Linked DNA regions of Pan troglodytes: region 1 is linked to region 2. A link is a contact called in public Hi-C data. All regions are on one chromosome and are shown on one strand. Each heading gives the region's core, a stretch centred on a gene start, on an enhancer-like site or on the middle of the called end of the contact. The rest is flanking DNA. Distances are from core to core; before and after follow the strand shown.

What was found. A called contact is a pair of places that touch in the nucleus more often than the background predicts.
Region 1: a Hi-C map of induced pluripotent stem cells shows a contact between it and region 2, with 1.9 times the contacts expected there. The contact joins two enhancer-like sites. A contact is called at or near these places in 2 of 7 Hi-C or Micro-C datasets (induced pluripotent stem cells and stem cell-derived neural progenitor cells).

What each region holds. Positions count from the first base shown.
Region 1 is chr20:59,098,988-59,104,332 of NHGRI_mPanTro3-v2.0_pri, reverse strand. All of the region lies in intron 3 of ZNF444 (zinc finger protein 444), which reads right to left. Among named protein-coding and RNA genes, the nearest start is that of ZNF444, 14 kb to the right of the region's middle. Within about 2 kb of position 2,747, at least 2 of the 24 cell types and tissues checked have an H3K27ac peak or open chromatin away from gene starts, as enhancers often do. A contact at or near this core is called in induced pluripotent stem cells, where this site is marked.
Region 2 is chr20:59,029,673-59,035,590 of NHGRI_mPanTro3-v2.0_pri, reverse strand. It overlaps ZNF787 (zinc finger protein 787), which reads left to right. Exons shown (of 3, transcript XM_009436474.5): 3 at 2,236-3,962. The coding sequence ends at 3,302. Among named protein-coding and RNA genes, the nearest start is that of ZNF787, 35 kb to the left of the region's middle. Within about 2 kb of position 4,485, at least 3 of the 24 cell types and tissues checked have an H3K27ac peak or open chromatin away from gene starts, as enhancers often do. A contact at or near this core is called in induced pluripotent stem cells, where this site is marked.

The DNA of each region.
Region 1 (5,345 bases), core at 1,498-3,997, 70 kb before region 2:
CCTTAACAAAATGCAGAATATATAAGCTACTTTTAACTTGGGAAAAAAGTAAACTAAGTTCAGAAACAACTTTTCTTGGTGTGAAACGGCAGAACAGCTGCCAAGCAGGATGGCACCAACCAGGAAGACCAAAAATTTAAAAAGTTTCAGTCCAACTCTGGTTGTGGTTTCTTCGCCCTACTACATAATTCCTCAAAACCACGTCCCCAAGGGAAAGGGATGAGAATTCTTCTGGTGCCTATGACAGCTAAGTCACGTACCACGCCTTTTCCCCGTTTCAAATATTTTCGGCCAGAGGAGTACCTGGATCATAAAGCAATCATTGGTGTGAAAATTAGCAATGCCTAGGCCAGGCGAGGTGGCTCACGCCTGTAATCCCAGCACTTTGGGAGGCTGAGGCGGGCAGATCACAAGGTGAGGAGTTTGAGACCAGCTTGGCCAACATGGTGAAATCCTAACTCTACTAAAGATACAACAAATTAGCTGGGCGTGGTGCCACGTACCTGTAATCAAAGCTACTCGGGACGCTGAGGCAGGAGAATCACTTGAACCCGGGAGGCGGAGGTTGCAGTGAGCCGAGATCACACCACTGTACTCCAGCCTGGGCAACAGAGTGAGACTCTGTCTCCAAAAAAAAAAGCAAAGTGGCAGGGGCAAACCACCTGCCCTCACTCTGACAGACAAGAAAACGTTTCCTAAATAAGGGGGTCAAAATACAAGAGCGTGGGCCTGGTGGCTCATGACTATAATCCCAGTGACTCAGGCGGCTGAGGCATGGGGATGGGGGCTTGGCACAACGCTGACTAGATCCTAGGTGCCTCGCAACCTGGCTGTGGGACCGTGATGGGCTCTGGGGCCCATCGGAGAGAGTCAGAAGAGCACAGTCTCACTCGGGCCCAGAGCACCACCCTGGACCACCCTCCAGCTCCTTGGCCCTTGGCGGGGCTCCCATGACCCTTGTGTGGTGTTAGCCACAGGCAGAGGCTGGGCAGGGGTGCTGTCCTGGCCTCAGCTCAAGGGCACCGGGGTTGACACACCTGAGAGTGGAGCCTGGGAAGCCGTGCCAGCAGACGGTTCTCCCAGAGATCTTGGGCACAGAAAAGCCTGAGATCCACCCACTCCTCGGGGAACTTCCTGGTTTGAGGCCCCAGAGACAGGGGACGCTGGCCAGGCATTGTCCACAGGAAGAGACATCCAGGGCACACCCATGCGGGGACAGGTGCGCCTTGCGGGGCCAGGCACACAGAAGTGGGGAGCATGGAGCAGCCCCGGGGTCCTAACCCTCCCTGTGATTTTATGATATGTATACATTGGGCTCTGTCCATGGCTCCTGGCTCATGACCCCCACAGCCCTTGTTACAGTCTTGTTCTAACGATGGGAAGCTTTAGGCCTCAGAAAAAGAGTCTCTCCCTGACCTTCTGCCCTACTTTCACCTGCTCTTCTTTCTCCACAAGGCAGGCCTTAAAAACTAAAAATATCCTTAAATCTTCCCCCACCTCTGGCCATAAAAAATTTTTCTGACCTAATTTGTCTGATTGTGGGCCATAACACCCCCCTTCAGAAGGGGTCCTGCCCCTACCCTGAGGAAAGAAAGCCAAAGGAGGCCAAGAAGGGTCTGAACACACAGGCCTTGCGAGGTTTCCCCGCTCGGTCTACTCGGATTCGATCACACCCGTTTTATCTAATCGCATTTCTACATGGCTGTCCATGCTTCAGTTATGCCTCTCAACCAAGTCTCCATAAAAGGCCCAAAGGACAGGGTTCAGGGAGCTTCCAGAGAGCTGAACTCGTGGAGGTGGACAGCAAGGTAAACTAGACCTCACCCACATGCCAGGAGGATGGTGCATCCCCAGTCCACAGGGACAGAGGCCCCGGCGCTCGGAACCCTTCCAGACCTCACCATACGTGGCTCTCCATCTGGCTGTTCACTGGTATCCTTTAAAATCTCCTTTACAATAAATCAGTAAACATGTTTCCCTGGTTCTGTGAGCACACTAGCAAATTAACGGAACCAGAGGAGGGGCTGTGGGAGCCCGATGTACAGCCCGTCAGTTGGAAGCACAGATGAAATAACCTGGGGCTTGTGACTGGCATCAGAAATGGGGGGCCAGTCTTGGGATGTGAGCCCTCAACCTGTGGGATCTGGCACTGTCTCCAGGGAGACCGTGTTGGAAATGCAATAGAGGACGCCCAGCTTGTGTCTGCTGCAGAGCTGATTGCTTGTTCGGTATGTGAGGGGACACCCCCTCCAACATTTGGTCACAGATGTCTTCTGTGGTCACTGATGCTGAGAATAGAAAAAGATACTTTGAGTACGTTTTTTCCACAGATCCCCCCGTCCCTGAACCAGCTGTGTCACCTCGGGCAAGCTGCTTCCCTTCCCTGAGATGACACAAGTACCCAGGACGGACCCTGCAGGCTGCGTGGAGACTGGACGAGACGCTGCTGCTGTGCAGTGAGGCTCAGCCCTGTCCAGAGAGGTCTGGCCTCTGCCCTTGGCTCCAGGGAGGGTCACCTCTATGCCCCTAGAACACACTGCCTGATGGCAGGGTCTGCTCACCTGGAGCCCTGGGCCACCCGGGTGGGCTGAGCCCACAGCGTGACTCAGGGTTGGGGGTCTGGGCCACGTGCATCAGCTCGGCCTCTGCCGGGGATGGAGGTGAAGGTCAGCATATCTACACACAACCCCAACAGAGACCGAGTGCCGAGCTCGGGGGAGCGTTCCTGGCCAGCAGCACCCCCTGCAGGTTGTCACACGTTGTTGCCGGGAGGAGTTAGCGCCGTCCACACTCCACGGCAGGAGGACAGTTGGGAGCTCCGAGCACAGAGCCTTCCTCCACCCGTTCCACACATCTCTTCCCTTGGCTGATTGTCATCTGTGTTCTTTCTTTGTAATAAGCTGTGACCCTGTGTGTGACTGACTGAGCCAATTTGGCACAGCCAGGAACACACTGCCTGATGGAGCCCTCCTTACACCCATCCCTGGAGGGCTCAGGAATCGAGATTCCAAAATTGCAGCTGAGGGAGCCAAGGCTCTGAGAGTCCCAGACATGCATCCAAGGTCACCCAGCTTGGAAAAGGTGGAGGCAGGACTCATATCCAGCTTTGAAGTCTGTGTACTTTAACTGAGAGAGACTGGTCGGCTTTGAAGTCTGTGTACTAACTGAGAGACTTCCTAAGGATGGAGCATCCTCGTGTATCTGGGCTAAGCTCCACCTGCCCCAGTGCATAGGCCTGTCCACCCACTGTGGGATCAAGCTGCTGACGTTCTGTTGAGGATCCCCTAAGGATGAAGCATCCTCTTGTATCTGGGCTAAGCTCCACCTGCCCCAGCACATCAGTCTGTCCACCCACTGCGGAATCAAGCTGCCGATGTTCTGTTGAGGGTCCCATGAGACTGGCTGCAACCTTCTTTTCCTGTGCTGTCCTTGTCCTGTTAGGTGGTTGGGGGTGGGGGTGGGGGTGGCAGCCTTGCCAGTGAGCTGAGGAACACCTTCCCTGTGTTCTGGAAGTTTGTGTAAAAGAGACCAGCCTGGCCAACATGGTGAAACCCCGCCTCTCCTAAAAATACAAAAAAATTAGCCAGGCATGGTGACATGCACCTGTAATCCCAGCTACTTGGGATGCTGAGGCAGGAGAATTGCTTGAGCATGGGAGGCGGAGGTTGCAGTGAGCTGAGACCATGCCACTGCACTCCAGCCTGGGTGACAGAGTGAGACTCCGCCTCAAAAAAAAGAACAGATGAGAATGATCAGTTCCTTGGAGGCCTGGTAGAACTTACACATAAAGTGCTGGAACCCAGTGCCTTCTATACGCGAAGGTCTTTCATCACCTTTTGATCTCCCCCCTCTGGTTTCCAGACTCTCACATCTGCCACTACATCATGAGCATATGTTGGTGATTTATATTTTCCTAGAAAACTGTCCATTTCATCTAGGACTTCGAATGCATTGTGTACGTTGAACACGGTGTTCTCAACGGTTGTCAAATCCGCTCCATCCCCGGCTTTGCTTGCTTCCACCATCAGTGTTTGTGCTGTTTCTTGTTTTCCTCCTGGTCAACTTGCTGAAGGTTTGCACTATTCTACCATTCTTTTCAAATACTGAGTTTGGGCCTTGATTATCAACCTGTCCTCTGCTAATCTGCTGAGTTTGGCTTCTACATTGAACAGCTACCCTGTGCTATTTTCTTTTCCCGTGCTCCCAGCTGCCTCTGGAGCCCCAGGGCCTCCCCTTCAATTCCGACCTGAGACGCAGGCGGACTGGGGCATTTCCTGTCAAGCTAACCAGGTACTGGCTGGAGCTGCCTCTCCCCGCCTCCCAGGCCTACCCCACTGGTTTTTCTCTGCCCTGCCCCCATCCGTCTTAAACTATCCCCTTTCCCTATTGTGTGCCTGAGGCCAGATGCTGAGTGACTACAGCCAGGTCATTCGATCTTTCTGGACAGATCAGATTCTCTCTCCACAGAAGTGAGGAAGCTGACCATACCCTGGTCTTCCTGTCAAATCCTGTATATCAAAGCAGGACAAGAGGAGGCTGGGAACGGTTAGCCATTCCCTCCACAGCAGGAGAAGAGGAGGCTGGGAAGGGTTAGCCATTCCCTCAACGAGTATTTTTGTAGCACCTACTATGTGCCCAGCACCATCCTGAGCTCCAGGGACACATCACTGAACAAAAGACAAGGCCCCAACCCACAGGAGACTATATGAGACTATATTCCAGCTGGGGCTAGACATACCATAAAAAAGTCATAAACAAACTCGACAAGGCCAACGTAGCCAAGAAGGCTATATATTTCTCTAAGTCCCCTAGACTCTGAGGAGATGGGAACAGTCCTTAGAACCATGGAGGCTGTGATTCCCAAATGTCCCCTGTTCTCCCCCAAATGGAAGAGCCTGCCCCCTCCTGGATGACGGGCTCTCTCTTATTGGTGGTCCTCAACTCCAGTGGCTCACACAGGTCATGAGGCACTTTAAAAAAAAATGTGAAAGTCTACTAGCTGGCAGAGGATGCATCCAGACTAACATGAAGGAATCTCCAGGGCAAGAAAACAACCCAGTCTGAAAATGGACAGAAGACTGCTGCAGACCAAATGTCTGTGTGCCTCTCAAATTCTATGTTGAAATCCTAACCCTGAAGGTAATGAGATTGCGTGGGGCCTTTGGGAGGTGATTAGGTCATGAAGGGGGAGCCCTCATGAATGGCATTAGTGCCCTTCTACAAGAGACCCCAGAGAGACCCCTTCACCCCTTCTGCCCTGTGAGGACACAGCAGGAAGCCACCATCTGTGAACCAGCAGGAGGCCCTCACCAAACACTGAGTTGGCCTTGATCTCAAACTCCCCA
Region 2 (5,918 bases), core at 3,236-5,735:
ACAGGGAGCATTGCTACACTTTCTTTCTTCACAACTTCGAAAACAAAGCAGTTATTTTAATTAAAGGCATAGAAGCACTTGTAAGGTTCAGATAGTATGGCTCGGTTTACAGTGACAACAAATCTCTTTCCTACCCGTCCCTTTCTGTCCCCTTCAGTCACACTGCCCCGGGGCAAATAGCTTCTGATGTTTGTTTTTAATTCTCTCTACATCTTTAAGTAATGTGCTTATAACTTACAACATTTTTTGATTTATGTTGACAATGCAGTGGGCTCCATGCCATCTCTCCAGAAGGCTCCCCCCTTCCTGACTTTACCTGGAGTTTTTTCTTCTGCCGCAGGTGATTCAAGAGCCATATTCGAATACTCTCTGCCTTGGAATAGTGATTCTCACACTGGAGCTGGCATCAGAATCACCTGGGGGGCTTGCCGAAGCACAGGCCCGGCCCGGCACTTTCTCATACAGTGGGTCTGGAGGGAGGCCTGAGCATAAGCGTTTTTGTTTTGAGATGGAGTCTTGCTCTGTCGCCCAGGCTGGAATGCAGTGGTGTGATCTCAGCTCACTGCAACCTCTGCCTCCCGGGTTCAAGTCATTCTCCTGCCTCAGCCTTCCAAGTAGCTGGGACTACAGGCATGCGCCACCACACCCGGCTAATTTTTGTGTTTTTATTAGAGATGGGGTTTTGCCATGTTGGCCAGGATAGTCTTGAACTCCTGACCTCAAGTGATCTGCCCACCTTGGCCTCCTAAAGTGTTGGGATTACAGGCGTGAGCCACCGCTCCCGGCAGTGCCTAAATGTTTTTATTATGTTCTCTGTGGCGCCGATGCTACTGGTCGCAGGATCCCACTTTGTGGAGCACTCCCTTAGCGTGTAGGGTGTGCTGCCTGTGGGTGGGGGATTTAGCGGTGGGCGGCCGCAGTTAGTGGTAGATGGCTGTTTCTTGGACCCAGTCTACTAATGCGCTTCTGGGCATTGCCACTTTGCAGTCGTGTAGCTGTGGGCCGTGACTCGACTCCCTAGTGCCTCAGTTTCTCCCTTATAAAGGCTCAGTTTTGTGCTCCCAGCTTATGAGGACCTGATGCTGAAATGTGTAGCGCAGGGGGGGCGTCATGGCCCTTCCTTGCGTGTTTGCCAGCGTGGCATCTGGGAGGGTGTTTGGGCTCTGTGTGCTGGGCACCACCGTGCCAGGTGTTGGGATAGAGACTTAGGAGCTTACAGTCTAGTAAGGTCAGGAGTGAGAACGTTGTAATTGTGATTCATGGCTTTGAAAAAACCCTGTGGGGTGCACCTGGGGTGTCCACGGGGGTCAGAGATGCACTTGCTGAGGCCCTCCCACCTGATTCTGTTGCTCTGGACCAGGCCCCAAGGGAGAGCAAATGTAGAAGCTGCACACGGACCCTTCTCAGGAGTGAATGAGCTGGGGAGGAGGCAAGCCCATCCCTCCCGGGAGAGCCCCCAGGGGCAGGCCTGGTGCAGATGCGTGAAAGGCCTCGTTGAGTGCTGGAAGGGCGTCCTCAGTGTAAAGATGTGCAGGCAAAGCCCTGTGTGCCCGAATTGTCCTCACTGAGCAGACAGGAGCCCCCACACCAGGGGCTGACCATAGCCTCTGTAATGGAGGTGGCGTTGAGCCAGGTTTTACTCCCAGGTTCGGAGGCGGGGCTTTCATGCTCATCTCCAATCCCATTACCTGTCTGCAGCCAGGATTGTCTTCCTGGAGCCCGAATGTGACACCATCGCTCCCTGGCGGGCACGTCTTCAGGGTGCCAAACCCACTCCCTGGCTCAGGTCCAGGTGTCCAGGGCTGCATTCAAGCCCTGCGGCCTCTCTGCCTAGTGGAACCTTTGCCTGTGAGCCTTCCTCATCCTCTGCCCCCGGCGTCCAGGCTGGTGTTTTGGGTTTCGGGGTCCTTTTCTGGGAGCCTTCCGTGGATCCCGCCCCTCGCCCATGCCTCTTATGTTGCCTGGTTGTTTACAGACCAGGTGTTCTGTGTCTGGGGCATTGTTCTAGAGGTTGGGGGTAAACTGAGGGTCTTAACTCACACAGAGCTGAGGTCTTAGCTGGGGAGAGAGGTAATAAATACTCAGTAAAATGCAGGGAGTGATGCACACTCTGAGGACACCAGGGCAGGTCCTGCGCCAGGGGGAGCGAGGCACCCGAGGCCAGCGTAGCAGCCAAGGCAGGCGTGGAGCCCTTGCCTCTCTTGACTCACCTACCCCTACCCTCTTGCTTTCCAGTGGACATCCTCATCATGGATGATGACGACGTCCCCAGCTGGCCTCCCACCAAGCTGTCCCCGCCCCAGTCTGCGCCCCCAGCCGGCCCGCCTCCCCGGCCGCGGCCGCCCGCCCCCTACATCTGCAACGAGTGTGGCAAGAGCTTTAGCCACTGGTCCAAGCTGACGCGGCACCAGCGCACGCACACCGGCGAGCGGCCCAACGCCTGCGCCGACTGCGGCAAGACCTTCTCGCAGAGCTCGCACCTGGTGCAGCACCGGCGCATCCACACGGGCGAGAAGCCCTACGCCTGCTTGGAATGCGGCAAGCGCTTCAGCTGGAGCTCCAACCTCATGCAGCACCAGCGCATCCACACGGGCGAGAAGCCCTACACCTGCCCCGACTGCGGCCGCAGCTTCACTCAGAGCAAGAGCCTGGCCAAGCACCGGCGCTCGCACAGCGGCCTCAAGCCCTTCGTGTGCCCGCGCTGCGGCCGCGGCTTCAGCCAGCCCAAGAGCCTCGCGCGTCACCTGCGGCTGCACCCGGAGCTGTCAGGGCCCGGCGTGGCGGCCAAGGTGCTGGCGGCCAGCGTCCGGCGGGCCAAGGGGCCCGAAGAGGCGGTGGCGGCTGACGGCGAGATCGCCATCCCCGTGGGCGATGGCGAGGGCATCATCGTGGTGGGCGCGCCGGGCGAGGGGGCCGCGGCCGCGGCAGCCATGGCGGGCGCGGGGGCAAAGGCCGCGGGGCCCCGGTCGCGGCGCGCCCCGGCCCCCAAGCCGTACGTGTGTCTGGAGTGCGGGAAGGGCTTCGGGCACGGGGCCGGGCTCCTGGCGCACCAGCGGGCCCAGCACGGGGACGGGCTCGGGGCGGCGGGGGGCGAGGAGCCGGCCCACATCTGCGTGGAGTGCGGGGAGGGCTTCGTGCAGGGCGCCGCGCTCCGGAGACACAAGAAGATCCACGCGGTGGGCGCGCCCTCGGTCTGCAGCAGCTGCGGACAGAGCTACTACCGGGCGGGCGGGGAGGAGGAGGAGGACGACGAGGCCGCGGGCGGGCGGTGCCCCGAGTGCCGCGCTGGGGAGGGCCGGTAGGGGAGGGGCCCGGGGGGGGGGGCGTGGGCAGGGCCCCTCGGGCTTGGCGGGAACAACGACGTGCAAGACCAAGAGACCCAGGGAGAAGCGGACGGGGTGCGATGGACCCCGCGGCATCCCCAGCTCCCTGCCTTCCTCTGTCCCCGCGCCATCAATGTGGGGCACTGGGGGGTATTAGGGCCAGTTCACTTCTCCGCCTCGAGACTCTGCCCCCCTGAGCCTGGCCCGCCCTTCCTAGGTTATCGGCCTGCGAGCCGGAGAGACAATGGAGAGAACTGTAGAGGCCGAGTGGCGACCAGGCCTCAAGTAGAAGGCCATTTTCCCTACTCTTCCTCAGTTGTCCGGGGTGGGGGTGGGGGTGCTGCGAGGAATGGAGAAACCAGGCCCTTTGTGTTTAGAGGATCCCAGAGAGGGAAGAGAACTAGGGGCCCTTTTCTCTTTTAGAATTTTCTTTTAATCAGCCCGCCTTTTGACTTCCCGCCCGCCCCAATCCATTATTTTTTTCTGCCTTCCGGGTCCCATCCTTAGAGCTCGAGTCGTTCCTTCCCCTACCTGGATTCAATAGAGGCAGCGCCGCAGGAGGCGGGTGCCCGTTTGTCCCAGGCCTGGGCGTGGTGGAGGAAGGGGTGCTAGAATAATAAATGGCACTATCCAAACGTCCCCCTCTGCGTGGTTCTTGAGTCCGGGAGGAAGAAGGGCAAGAGGGGTAAACGGAGGCTCCCGCCGGGGCAGCAGCAGAGTGTCAGCCGCGCCCCGGGAGTGGCCCGTTGGGTCGCCCGCGGAGGGCTCTGGGCGGGGGGGGGGGGGCCTGTCCGCGGATAGCCTCACTGTGGTGCGGGCGCTCACAGGGCCTGGGAGCCGCTTGTAGATGATGGGGCAGGGCAGACTGGTCGGGGCCAGGCCTGCCCGCTGCAGGGGAAGGAGCCCCCACGGCTTCTGCCACCCTCTCACAGGGGCGGCTGGCTTCCTCCACTCCTATCGTGTGGCTCCCGCCCCTAACCCCAAAAGCACCCTCCTCCTGCCTCCAGCTGCTGGGGAGACTCTACAAAGGGCGCACATCTCCCTACCTGTGCCGTTCACGGGGCTGGTCCCGTGGTTGCGTCTCCCTGCGAAGGAGGCTGGGAGATGAGGTCCCGGCGGCTGCCGCTTCGGGGACAGGACCGCCCGCCCCCTACGGGAGGAGGATGGTGCGCTCAGCTGTCTCTGCTGCAGGGGCCAGGCAGACGAGCCAGCCAGGGGCTGGGGGAGAGGGCGGGTATGCCACAGTCAAGCCGAGCGCTTAGGGCATTTCAGGCAGTGCGCGTGCCTGAGGGGCTTGGTCCCGTAGAGCCGCTGCAGCCTCCCTGCCAGGTGAGCGCTGTTGTTCATGATCAGAAGGGGGCTCGACCATGGCGACTGGTTTCCTGGACCCACAGCCCAGGTCCTGAGGACCCATGTTCCTGGGGCCTTGGGAGGCCGCAGTGAGGGTCCCAAAGGGGTATTTTCAACCTGGCTGAAGGCTGCGATTACTCAGGAGCGATTGGAGGCGGCAAGCTGCAGGCGTCTTTGACTTGGGGGTTTCATAGTAGAGGGGTACTTGAAGGAGAAATTCGGATTTCCAGTTAGAGCCTTTAATCTGTCCTTTCACACCCTGATGTGCTTGAGCAGGGTCCTGGGGCCTCATCTGGAGGCAGGGGGTTTAGAAACCAGGGCCACTGATGGTCTACAGATCCTGGAGGATTTGTTAGAGGACTAAGGAGTGATTGTGGATCAAAAAAGCGTGTTCTCAAGTGGCCATAGCCTTGCTTAGATAATTGGTATTGCATGTCAGTTTTTGAAATTTCAGGTCACTCGAAAGGAGGGGGTGAACCTTGGCGGTTCAGAGTGGGCTGGGTTAGCAAAGACTGAGGAAGCATTGCTCAGTTCTCCTAGGGTCCTTCTGTGGAGCTCTGGCCTTGGGCACTTCTGGAGGCCTGGGAGGATGGGAGGTGCCCTGTCTGTCTGGTAGAATTGGCAGCTCGGTGCCCCGTAAGTCGGGCACACTGAGTCTCGGGTCAGCCTCCTCTACCTGCTCCAGTATATGGTGGCAGGAGCTGACACCTACAGCAAGAAAGATTCAAGGCAAGTTTCCACCCTGCCCCTTAAGGCTGTGTGACCCTGGGCAAGTGGACTAACCTCTCTGACCCTTGGCTTCCTGCCCTGTGGAAAGAAGAGCTTGCCTGCCTGCCTTGTGTGACTGTGTGTGTGGAGGGGGGAATCCCCAAGCCATGTGTTAACTCACTGGAGCTGCCCTCCCAGGCATGAGCAAAGATGCAGGGGCGAGGAACCAGGCTCAAATCCCGGCTCTGCACTACTCATCCCACTTTGTAATACAGAACTCAGCGAGCTCACATGACCACCTTGACATCAGCCTGCACCGGACCCAGCACCTGACCTGTGCTTTGGTGTCTGTCACACGCCGTCCGTTACTGATTCATGCACTCAGGTAGTCAATGCCCACCCCTCACTCACTCATTCTACAAATGTGTTTTGGGCAGCAGCTCCGTGCCCAGTGGGCACGGCATGGGTCTCAGGTAAAGAAAGGAACATGGGTTCTTGTGGCACTTGCCGTCGGCCCTGTAGTGCACCTGCATTGGA